2 separate regions of the Mus musculus genome follow, and region 2 is linked to region 1. The links are chromatin contacts, called in public HiChIP or PLAC-seq maps. All regions are on one chromosome and are shown on one strand. The core of a region is the stretch at or near the end of the contact, and the rest is flanking DNA. Distances in the headings are between cores, read along the strand shown. Region 1 holds the start of Rab11fip1 (RAB11 family interacting protein 1 (class I)). Region 2 holds the start of Adrb3 (adrenergic receptor, beta 3).

Region 1 (6,466 bases), core at 3,711-6,210:
TTTATCACAGTATATTTTTTTTCTTGTGTTCTTTTGCTTAAGATCTACTTCCCAACAAGGGTCTGAACTTCCTGAAGCAAGCCCATTGCCTCTGGCCTCTGGCACACACTAAAGAATAATTTTTAGCCCAGCTGGTAAAGTGTAGACAGTGTCTGTCATGGAGCATAAGGGCCCAAGTTTGGATCCTAGCACAACGCAAAAGCTGGGCACTGAAGCCGGTATCTGTAACCCCAGCACTGGGGCCACTAAGGAGAGGTAGGACCTTGCAGCTTATTGGGTAGCTAGCTTAGGCACATTAATGAGATCCAGGTTCATCCAGAAACCCCGTGTCAAACAATAAGGTGGAGGAAGATGGAGAGATGGCTTAATGGGCAAAGCACTTGCCCCCCAATCCTGAGGATCGAAGTTCTGGCCCCCAGCAGCCATGCCAATGTCAGGCCGCTGTGGTGGCCCACCAGCAATCTGCTACAGGCCCAGGGGATCCCCAGAACAAGCTGGCTAGCTAGACACTCTCGGCTCGAGTGAAAGAGACCTTGCCTAACACCTTACGAGGCAGAGAGCCGTCTTGAGGAAATCACCTGATGCCAACCTCTGGTGTCTTCCCGTACCCGCACATATGCACGCACACTCACGCAAAAGTATTTTGGAGGGTTGAGAATAGAGTTCAGGGATTCAGAGAAATCACTTGGCACACATCAGGCCTCCATTTCAATTCCTAATACCAGAAGGCAAAAAAGGATTTATTAAAAGACTGGATATACTTTAGAGATGAGAAGGGGGCAAAGCCGGAACTTCTCCGCTAACTGAATGTCTAACCAGCGAAACCACCTGGCGACAACTTTGACGGGCTCTTTTCTGTGTTCATTTCATCCCACAGCCAACAGAAGGGACGGTTGCTTATCACAGGATCTACCAGAGCCAGGAGCTCAACTTTCTACACTAGGGTAGTCCTGCCTGCTGAGATGAACATTTCTAGGAAGGCCCAACATTATCTTTAAGGGAAATTACAAGAAAGAAAAAAAAAGAAAAAAACAAAGAAAGAAAGAAAGAAAGAGAGAGAGAGAGAGAGAGAGAGAGAAAGAGGAAACTAGTAACAGTATTGCTTGAATTTCCCACGCTGCTATAAAACAATCTGAATGTGCACAAGGAGCCTAAAGCCATCTCCAGCTGCTTGCTTGTGACTTAACGACCTCTTTGGTCAGATAAGCCATTTTTTTTTCTATGCCTCTCAGGAAAACAAGTACTCAATGCTTTTTTTTTCTTTTTTTTTTTTTTTTTTTGGTTTTTTGAGACATGGTTTCTCTGTGTAGCCCTGGCTGTCCTGGAACTCACTCTGTAGACCAGGCTGGCCTCGAACTCAGAAATCCACCTGCCTCTGCCTCCCGAGTGCTGGGATTAAAGGCGTGCACCACTACGTCTGGCTCAGCGCTTATTTTTAATAACCCAATCTTTTTCCACTGGTAACTTATTTCAGCATCTTACTACTTTTTAAAGGTTTTCAAAATATCTAACCTCTGCAATGTCCCAATGCTTGCAGAAGCAGGCATTTGCGTCTCAGCAGATAGAAGAAATGGACCCTCCACAACTGCTTCCCTGTCTTAAAATCCTGAAGCTTACTGCAGTTATAAGTTTTATGACGCTTACCTGCATAATGACCCCCACCCACCCAGCTCAGAGGCTGAATAAACATTTTAAACTACCTCTAAGAGAGTATTTCCCAAGTTTTGTAACTCTTAGCATCTTAAGAAGGGTTGTCTGGTTTTGTTTGAAACCAATCTGCTACATGAGACTAGAAAGCTGGGCTGAGGGTCCCGCATGTTGCTTACCTGAGATACTTCTGATTCATGTCTGCCATCGTCTATTGTCTCAGTACTAACTGACTACTATTTAACCAACACCCACGCAAGCCTCAGGTCTTTAACAGATAAAAAAAAGAGTAATATTCATTCCTGTCTAATTTTTCCTAACTGAAGGCCACATCTTCCATGCTATTAAATGGATCCTGCCCATATAGCAGGCTGTCCTATATATTAGGCTGCTTGGTGCTTTCAAAGTGTGTCATTACACTAAATTTGAGGTCAGCAACTTCAGAGTCATGATAAAAAGCATGTTCCCTTGTCTGCAAATAAATCTTGCTATATAGGGCTTATCAAGAGAACAATTAAGAAGCTGGCTCTTAATGTGATAATGGACCTCAAATTTAAGTGTCTGAAACTCTAAGAAAAATCACCCTCTGTCCAGCAACTGTTGTGTCAGACACACACAAAAACACAGCAGACCAAGATTTTAGCTTTTGTTTCTGATTTCTAACACGTTAAGGTGGAATCAAACCATTAATAACTAATTCAAATCGACTTTCTAGCCAAACCTGTTTCTTTCTGCTAAAACTTAATAGCTCTCCTGTGTTCTTCACCTCAGCTACCCGGGGCACCTTGGAGTTACACAAGGGCATCCAATAGGCTTGGTTTGAATGGGTTCCCCCAGCAGCTGGGAAAGCCCCTAGCTTCCTAGTCGTCGGAAACTTTGAGATTTCACCTACTTTTTGCAAAGCAAAGACATCTGATGTCAGTTATAAAAACCCACCCGGTAAGCCCAGTCTTACTTAGTCAATACTGTACTTAGTCAATACTGTAAGACTTACACAGTCTTACTGCCAGTCAATATTGTGACTGAGTGGTAAGCAGCTCATGTGACAGAAACAGGAGTGGCCATGTAGGTGTAGGGTTACCTTAGAGAAAATGAGGAAGAGGGATACAGAGAAGAAAGAGAGCTTAAGGAGGTTTTCATCCCTCACACAGCAGCGCAGGACCTTTTGAACCTTTCCCCTGGCTTCATTAATCCAGGAAGCAGCAACTCTTTACAAACACCAATTAAGGGTAGCAGCATGCTCCATTTATAAATAGGGAAACTGGGGTGTTTGGAGCCAGAGGAGCCCAGCTATGAGTCAGGGGCTAGTGGACGTCAGACCTAGGACTGGGAAACCCCCATCTCCAGCATGGAGATGCAATCTATCTTGCAAGGGGAATGAAATAGTCATATAAGAAACAGTTAAACAAGAGACGTGAACATCCATCTTGGAATGGGGCGAGATGAAGAGCTGGCAGTCAAGCCCTGCAAATGGCATTGAATCCAGAGAGGAAATAAAGTTAACTTCGGCTTCCCTTCCGCAGATACAGTCTGGCTTGTAAGACGCTGTGTTCAGAAATGCCTATTCATCGGTGGCCACAAAAACGACATCAGGTATTTCAATTCTAAACATTGCTTGCTGAAACAGATCCTACCCTAGCCTGGAAAATTCAGCTCCTCTGAATCCTGCCCCATCCCAAGACAAAGTTAAAAGGCCCAGTGTACCTGAAGTACCAGGAAGGAACATAAGGATATGTTTTTCGGCCCAGGGGGGTTTGGTTGTTAACAGAGCTGGCATCTATAAGGTCAAGCAAAGTACCCAGTTAGGCTAATCCAAGCTCTTTGGTACACGAGATAACCGTAATCAAAGGTTCCATTGGTTAAAGTGCCCTTTGCAAACACCAGTGAACAAAATAAAATAAAGTAAAATAATCTGAAGACTTTCAAGTGGCCGGGCGTGGTGGCACACGCCTTTAATCCCAGCACTCAGGAGGCAGAGGCAGGCGGATTTCTGAGTTCAAGGTCAGCCTGGTCTACAGAGGGAGTTCCAGGACAGCCAGGGCTACACAGGGAAACCCTGTCTCGAAACAAACAAACAAACAAACAAACAAACAAACAAAAGACTTTAACGTGAACTGGAGTTTGCCTAACTTTTTCTGCAAAATTAGGATGTCCTGTCAGAACCTTCAATTAAGGGGCCACAGGTAGGCTAGTGAGTAGCCACGGTACCAGGAATTAGAACCAGACAGAATTTACCAAACTCCAAAGAGCAACAACCTATTCTACTCACTTCTACTGAGTCAGTAACAGATCTTGGAACAATCATCGACCACTAATTCAGATCCCAGACAAACAACAAACTGTTCTAGCGTTCATTCCGAGGGGTCGAATCAGATGGGCATGAGAATCAGCAATCACCAGGCTGGTGGTTTTTTTCCCCCACTCTTGTCCTCCCAGGATCGTCCAGCTCTGGGGGCCCTAGGCTTTCACTCCAAATAGCTACCCTCCCTGGCCCAAGGGTTCTCAGCTCAAAGCCTCTCAAGTTCAACAAAATACTCAGGGGAGCGTCCATGCAAGATAAAGCGGATACCCCACCTAATAGGAATTCTCCTACCTGCATATTATTTCAGTTCACCAAAACTTCATCTAGTGCTTAGTGTGCTGTGCGGTCTAAGGGCGCCCTGAGGATTCAAAGGTTCTCCTATCTTCCAAAAGCCCCCATAACTGGGAAAGCTGGAAACTGACAGCCCGAAGAGAAGCTGGGTTAGGTGAGCCTGCGGGCGAGGGGGAGCCAAGGGCCATCCTCCCATAGCGCGGTAGCTGCCACTCTCGCCCCCAAGGTGCACTGCCCGAGCGTCCTTCCTCCCCTGGACTCCCCGCGCCCTGCAGCCACTCACTGCTTCTTCCTGCGGCCCTGGTCCCGGTGCAGCTCCCGCAGGTCCACCTCGGCGCGGCCCAGGAACTTATCGAGACCGAGCAACGCGCGGTGCAGGACGGTGAGCTGCAGGGTGGCGGCGGCGGCCGGCGCGGCCCCGGAGGACAGCAGCGGAGGCAGCTCGAAGGTGGCTTCCTCGCGCCACACGGGCGCGCCCAGGCTGCGCTCCGACACCGACGTGGCGTACTTCTCCTTGCCCACCTGGATCACCGCGTACGCGTCGCTCGTGCCCCCGGGTCCCTTGGCCCGCAAGCCCCGCGCCTGTAGCACCGTCACCTGCACGTGGGTAGGGGACCACATGGTCCCCGGGCCCCGGCCCGCTGAGGCCGCCAGGGACATGGTGGCAGACGCGGCACCAGGCTAGGAAGCCAGAAGGTAGCCGCTGTCCTCGGTCTGGACCGCCCACCGGGCTCCCGAGCCGCTTTAATGCTTCCGGCCACGCCCCCACCACGCCCCCTGCGCCCGCGCGCCACCTGCCCTGGGGGCGGGCCTCGCGGAGAAGGCGGGGACCTAAAGGTCACGTGGGCTGGCGCAGCCTGAAGAGTTTTGGATCAGAGAAGTAATGATGCACTAAGTGGTCCCCAGTTGTCTGAGTCCGTATGAGGGAACAGGAGCAAGCCTGATCCGCCTAGCAGCAGATGTGAGACTTTGCCTCAGTTTCTTCTTGCGTAAAACGAGGCGACAGTCACCCCTTGGATTGCTGTAAAGAAAGTAATACATTTAAGTTTATAGCATAGTTGCATGCCTATGGGAAGGGCTCCGAAAGTGGTAGCTATGCTTGGGTTATACCACACCACTCCAGGGATGCTTCTCCTGCTCTGGTCCCCTGGGTACTGCTCTGGAGGAAGGCGGGGAGCCAGGGATGTTGTGAGAGACTGTGTCGGGGAAGCGGAGGGTAGGTGAGGGACTAGCCTGTGCTACTCTGCCCTTACCACATAGGGTGAGGCTAGGTTAGGAAGAGCAAGAAGGGGGAACTGGAAACGGGGTTGCCAAACCGAACCCCTCGGTTCCCCATTTCTTCCTACGTAAGCCTCTTGCGTCCTCTCTGGGCTCCATCTCTGGCCTCCCACTCGGTTTTCTTGTTCCCAGTCAGTGTCTAGCAGATTGGTGACTTCCCTGAGTGTTTCGGGTCATCCTTCAAAGGCTGAAATCTCCGATGGTGAGTTATTCAGAGTGGAAATGTAACTTTGAAAGCCTTAAGGTTCAGGAAAGATGTGACACGTCCGAGTTCTTACATTAAAGCTGGGGATAGAGCCCTGGTGCCCTGGCTCCCATGCTAGAACTGAGGACACCTCCCGCGCTACAACACTTTAAAGGTTTCCAGACACACACACACACCCCTCCCTCTCCACTGAGCTCCCTCTGGTCGACCAGCCTACTGCTTTCCCGACTTCTGGAACCCCTGCAGTGTTGAATTACCGCCAGCTGCGGTACTTCTCACTTAGACTCTTGAAGGCATTCCTTTTTTGGGTCCCACCCCTTTGTTTTCCTTGACTTCTGGGTAAACAAACCTGCAGCCTAGAGAGTTTCTCTCCCTGGGGCCCCAGCTGTCCCTTATCTACCTCACTGCTTGTCACAGATTTCCACTTGACATAGCTGCCTGAAAGACAGGTGACTTGTTTAACTCCCTGCTTCTCAGTCTTGCGGGGGGGGGGGGGGGGGGAGAAAATAGGACTGCCAAGGTGGCTGGGTCATACAGATTATGAACACCAGGATTTGGAGTTATACATCAGTGTTAGACCTGGCGAGCTAGAAAGCTCACTGGAAGGCTATGAGCAGTGGCATCCTTAAACTGAGCCCAGTTGGGAGGTGGTGGTGCCTGTGAAGAGCATGCCAGTGACAGCCATTTGCCTTCATTTCCCCCTGGGGACTGTCTGCTCTCTGTCCCATCTGCCTTCACTTTAC
Region 2 (5,814 bases), core at 664-3,163, 55 kb after region 1:
GCGGAGACTCCTCGGGCGAGAAGCGGCCCAGTTCCCGGCGCAGCAAATGCCGTTGGCGCTTAGCCACAACGAACACTCGAGCATAGACGAAGAGCATCACAAGGAGGGGAAGGTAGAAGGAGACGGAGGAGGAGAGCAGCGCATAGGGCATGTTGGAGGCAAAGGAACAGCAGCGCGGATTGGAGTGGCATTCCTGTGCCTCGGCATCTGCCCCTACACGCCACCACTGGCTCATGATGGGCGCAAAGGACACGGCAGCGGACACGATCCACACCAGGACAACTGCCGCGCGGGCGCGGCGCTTGGTAACCAGCGTGCCGTAACGCAAAGGGTTGGTGACAGCTAGGTAGCGGTCCACAGCCAGGGCGCACAAGGTCTCGATGCTAGCAGTTACACAGAGCACGTCCACTGACGTCCACAGTTCGCAACCAGTTTCGCCCAAGGGCCAATGGCCAGTCAGCGCCAATGTGGCCCCTGGTGGCATTACGAGGAGTCCCACTACCAAGTCAGCTGCGGCCAGTGAAGTCACGAACACGTTGGTTATGGTCTGTAGTCTCGGCGTGCGGGCGATGGCTATGATTACCAGCAGGTTGCCTCCCACCGTGGCCAGCGCCAGCAATGCCCCAGCCAATGCCGCTGCCCATGGTACTCCTGGCAACCCACTGGTGTTGGCTGCACTGGGGTCCAGGGTAGGGGCGTCCGACCACAAAGCCAGAGAGCCGTTTCTGTGAGGCCACGGAGCCATCTCGTGTGGCGCCTGGGGTGGGAAGGTTCCCCCTCCTCCCCAGACCCGCTGGCTTAGGGAAGGGGACAGTAGGGCTTGGGAGCGACTCTTCCAGCCTGGGCCATCTTCCCTAATTGCTGGGGTAAGTCTGTCAGCTTCCCTCCATCTCACCCCCCATGTACACCCTAGTTGCCGGGAGGAGTGGCTGCTTTTAAAGGAACAGCGTCCAATAGTCACAAGAGAGGCCTCTGGTGGGAATTGGAGGGTGGAGAGGGGCGTCCTGTCTTGACACTCCCTCAGCACCGGTTTCCTGGAGCTCAGCAGCTCCTTCCTGGCAGAACCTGAGGCAACCCTGCAAAGAAGAGAAACCCCCGCACCCTATCCTTTACCCAACAAGGAAGGCAACCATCCAGAAACAAACCAAAACAAAACCGAACAACCCAAACCATCCAAGATAGCCCCTCTTCTGCTTGGATGCTCTCCCTAAGGTATCTTATTGTTTGAGATAGTCTTTCTATATGTTGCCCAGATTGGTCTGGACCTCCAGATCCTTCTGCCTCAACCTCCCCAGTGCTGGGATTACAGATCTGTGCGCCACTATTCCCAACTCTAAGACTCTTTTTGTGAAGCCACCAACCAGAGGTGGCTGGCATCCTTTTCTCTCCCAGCTGATGAGATCCGTCCCCTTCCCTTTCCTCAATTTCGCTCACCCTCTGTCCCTGTCTGCTGTTTCAGTTCTTCTTCTTTTCAGTTACTGGAGACACCCGCTTGTTTCAGGAGTCACTCTAGTTTGACATGGCATCGTGTAGCTTGGGATGCTGAGGGCTTCTGGTTTCCATCTTCCTCCTGCACTGCCCAGTCCACACACCTTTCTCCTAGAAAATTTCTAGAAAAGTCCCTTCAAATTCTGAAGTGATAGACACATTAAAATGAGAGGATGGAGTTTTGGAGAGGGAGGGGTGTATCTCGGTGGTAGAGTGCATACTTAACATGCTTGAGGTCCAGCACAGAAAGAGAGAGAGAGAGACAGAGACAGAGAGAGACAGAGAGAGAAAGGATGCATTTGAGGCTGTCTAGCACAGTGGTTCTCAACCCGTGGCTTGCAGTCCCCACCGTGTTCACATATCAGATAGATATCCTGCATATCAGATATTTACATCACGAGTCAGAATAATAGTAAAATTACAATTATGGAGTAGCAACTAAAATAATGTTATGATTGGGGTCACTGCAACATGAGGCACTGTATTAAAGGGTCGCAGCCTGAGGAAGGGTGAGGACCACAGGTCTATCGCCACACTCAGTTATCCAAAGCTAATGTTTGTCACCTTCCCCATGGTAAAGAGTTCTCATCCACTTGCTGGAGATTTCTTCATAAGAAACTAGAGTCGAGGGAGTCATGTGTCTGCATGTGAACGTGTGGGTGCATCAGGTGTCTCCCTCTACTATTTTCCAGTTTATTACCTTGAGACAGGGTCTCTCACAGGGCCAGAAAGCTTTTGCGTTGGCTAGGACGGTGGAGTCTGGGCTTTTGAGATTCGCCTGCCTCTGCTTCCCAAGGCTGGCATCGTGGGTGTGTGCGGCCACATCCACCTCTTCACTTCGGTGCTGGGGATTTGAACTCAGTGCCCCTGGCTTGCAGAACAAACACTCTTACTTACTGTGCCATCTCCCGGGGCCCTCGTACTGCATATCTGGAGTGCATAAAAGGATAAGCCTGGTATTTTAATGCCTCTGAAGTTTCTTATACAGTAAGATCAGCGCCTCTGAGCCCCCTCCCTTCACCCAGACTTATAGGACCTGACCCTGTCATCCAATCTCCCAGTCAAAATTTTTCCAAATTGGATGTGGGCATGAAAGGCTTAGAAATAAGCCTCTGGGAGTTAGGGAAATGGCTAAATGAGTGAAGTGCTTGCCTTGCAAGCAGAAGGACCTGAGTTTGATGATTCCTGGGATGCGAATAAAGAAGCCTGAAGTGATGGCCTTCACATGTAATACCAGGGTTAGGGACGCCTGTCAAGACTGCTCCATGAGTTGTCTCATTTCCACCCCGAAACAATGGGGCAAAAGAGAGAAAAAAACAAATATAGTGGAAAATGCCTCCAGGGTACCCCCCTGGCATGTTCTTTTGAGTAGCTCAATATTTTAAAAGTGTCCTCTATAGCCACTGGTCCAGGCAATCCCCACGGGAGGCTGAACCAGGGGTTGGGAGTCAGAAAGGTTGGAAGGGGAAGAGAGAACCTAAAATTATCCCTGAGGAAAAAGGGCCAGCTGGGCTCCCAGGGACTCAGCAGCTCACTCACCCATGAGCAGGACTGTCAGGGGCTCTCAAGCAAAGGTTTTCCCTGTCCCATGGATGCAGCCGTCAGAGCTCCCTTCTGCTGCCCCTGCCCCTGCTCCTGTCCCAGCCATGCCAGGGTGGTGTGAAGGCTGCCTTTGGCTGTGGCTTCTTGCTGGTCATCAGGGTGATTGCACCCAAGTCAGGGTTTTGCAACACCCCAGAGCGCTGCCAGTTATCGCAAAGGGGTGTCATAAGATTCTCAGCAAGCAATCTCTAAAACAAATACATGCCATTTGGCTCTTCCCCCCACCCCACCCCCCTACCCCCAGGACATCAGAATAGGTTGGGGAAAGATATCTCCCCCAAGACATACTCAAGGGCCATCTCTGCTTTAGTCAAGGACCAAGCCCTGTTACTTGAAGAAAATGTGCAAAAATGTTTATAGTTTTGAAAAAGAGCAAGAGTCCCCAGTTGTAAGAACATACCGGTGTGTGGCAAATGATTAGTCCTGTAACCAAATATTGTGAGAATTAATGTGCTAGACCCCTGTTCCCAAATGTGCCTCCCCCATTCCTGGGAGGCAGCAGAGCCATGCCCAAGTACTCTGCCTCCTTCCTCGCCGCTCCTATTGTTTTGCTGTTTCGGTCTTTGAGATTATTCTCTCTCTCTCTCTCTCTCTCTCTCTCTCTCTCTCTCTCTCTCTCTCTCGTAATTTTATTGTAAGTTTTTAACAAACAATGTAGTCATCTTGTTCAACCATCACAATATAGAAAATGTAGATAACAGAAAGTGACTTCCATCCCGAGGTTCAATTCCTCAACAAGTAACTGCTATCGGATCTTATTAATCTTTCCAATAACATTTTATTGAGAGATAACTCAGGATGTAAAAGCATACTCTTTTTGCCTTTGTTTTCCACATGACTGTATCTCAGCCTGTGCTTTTAAGTTTTAACATAACTATATGACCTTAACTTATGACCCTTCTAGATGAACACACAAAAGATACCCATTTTTAGTATGAATGGACATAAAACTAGTCATCTACAAGTGGACACCTGATTTCCTGTCTTTATCCATAGATGATGTTGCAGTGTATAATTAATACCCTAGTCCTTTCATTCTTTTGCAGATGTATTTGTTTCTATGAACAGAATTGTTATAAATAAGGCATACATACACTTGTACGTTTAGAAGTCATTGCTCCATTTTTCTCCCCAGACAATATGTCTGTTTCCAACCTCACTATCACTTTTGGTGGCCAGCTGGGGGTTGCAAGCCAGTGGCCTGATGCCTCTGGGAAGCCATCCTAATGGCTAGGCCTCCGGGAATTAGCATTGCCTGTTCTGTAGAGGTCGTCCAACTCTGGATAGACACATACATTGCCCAGAGAGAGCGTTGCTCAGGCCCAGTCCCCCATGACCTTTGTTTTATGCCCTTGGAGGCAATCATAGTGAGTGTGGGCCCCTAAGATGCTGATGGTGGACCCCCAAGTTAGAAGCCCCAAGGATGTGTCTGGAAGAATAGCAATCTGTGGTGAGCAGAGGCAGCAGCCACTTGGTGGACAGAAGTTCTTAAAGTAGGAAGTTTTGTCCTGGAGAGAAGGCAGAAGCTGTGGTTCCATGGACATTGACACGGGGTGCTTGTATATGTATTTACACGACACGGCAGTAAGAAACCCACGAAGGCTTATGTGACTGTGGCCCGGTACCTTGTCTAAGACCACGTATGTTAAAGGTGAGTGTGTATAGTACATATATGTGTGTTTTCTATTTTTTGGTGCTTGGGCTTGAACCAAAGCATACTGAAGTGACTTATGAATAACAGCTAGGACTCTAGTCACAAGGCTCTGGGTCTCATCAAGTATTTCATAAACTGGACAGGGCAACACAGGTTCCAAGATCCCAGCAACCAAGAGCTAAAAGTAACAGACCTGAAGCTTAGAATATTCTTGACAAGACACCATGTTTGATGCTGGTCTGGGATACTTGAGGCTCAGTATTTAAAAAAATCTGGGGGTGGGGGGAGAACACTTTAAATGGGTTTCCCTTCTCCTTTCTAATGGTGCTGGCGATTTATGCATGCTGGGCGAGGCTTCTACCGCTAGGTTAGCCCCAGCTCTTGTTTTGCCCTTTTGTTTTACACAGGTCTCACTAAGTGACCAAGGTTTGGCCTTGGAATCACTTTGCAACCTAGGCAGGGCTTGAGTTTATCATCTTCCTGAGGAGATTTCATTAGTAGCTGAGATTACAGGGTACCACACTCGCCTCTCAAACAGTCATTAAAGATCAAATCCACTAGCAACACCTTATATAGTTATATACTGAGGTCCAGGGAAGAAAGCCAGGCACGTTCACAAGTGGCAAAAGCTAATTCCTAACAGGTATTAGCACACAGACAGAGGAGGCATGGGCTCTTTTGCCAGCATGTGTCCTCATTCCCAGCCAAACTGTGCCAGCAATACCTCTGTTCTGTCCTGGTTGGGACAACAATGGGCCACGGTCTCCCTGAAGTCAGGGAAGTCAACCAAAGCTGCAAAGAAGCCCTAATGGAAGACATTTTGTTTCCTTTAACACATGGCAAAGCTAACTCTACACACATCTGCATAAAGGTGAGAGGTTCTAATTTCAGGGGACATAAGATTCATGTCTAAGGGATAGGTTGGGACAAGGGCTTTCAACAAGAAATGGGTTGACAGAGCATTCTACTAGTGCCTTATGTTTTATTTCTAATTTGACTTAAATTTGCACGCTGGGGGTGGAACCCAGGGCCTCGTGAGCATGCTAAAGCGGGAAGCCTACTGCCCAGCT

Evidence for each region. HiChIP or PLAC-seq counts read pairs in DNA pulled down with a chosen protein or histone mark.
Region 2: an H3K27ac HiChIP or PLAC-seq map of embryonic stem cells shows a contact between it and region 1, with 8 read pairs. The contact joins the promoter of Adrb3 here to the promoter of Rab11fip1 in region 1. A contact is called at or near these places in 1 of 484 Hi-C or Micro-C datasets (embryonic stem cells), 4 of 115 datasets of contacts at active chromatin or transcription factors (embryonic stem cells, extraembryonic endoderm stem cells and trophoblast stem cells) and 3 of 9 other capture datasets (adipose tissue, liver and pancreatic islet).

What each region holds. Positions count from the first base shown.
Region 1 is chr8:27,169,686-27,176,151 of GRCm38.p6, forward strand. Rab11fip1 (RAB11 family interacting protein 1 (class I)) reads right to left here and starts at 4,961. Exons shown (of 6, transcript NM_001080813.2): 1 at 4,524-4,961. The coding sequence starts at 4,900.
Region 2 is chr8:27,227,675-27,233,488 of GRCm38.p6, forward strand. It overlaps Adrb3 (adrenergic receptor, beta 3), which reads right to left and starts at 1,914. Exons shown (of 4, transcript NM_013462.3): 1 at 1,435-1,914; 2 at 1-1,076. The coding sequence starts at 745. It overlaps Gm45470 (a long non-coding RNA gene), which reads left to right and starts at 1,735. Exons shown (of 3, transcript XR_001778544.2): 1 at 1,735-5,814.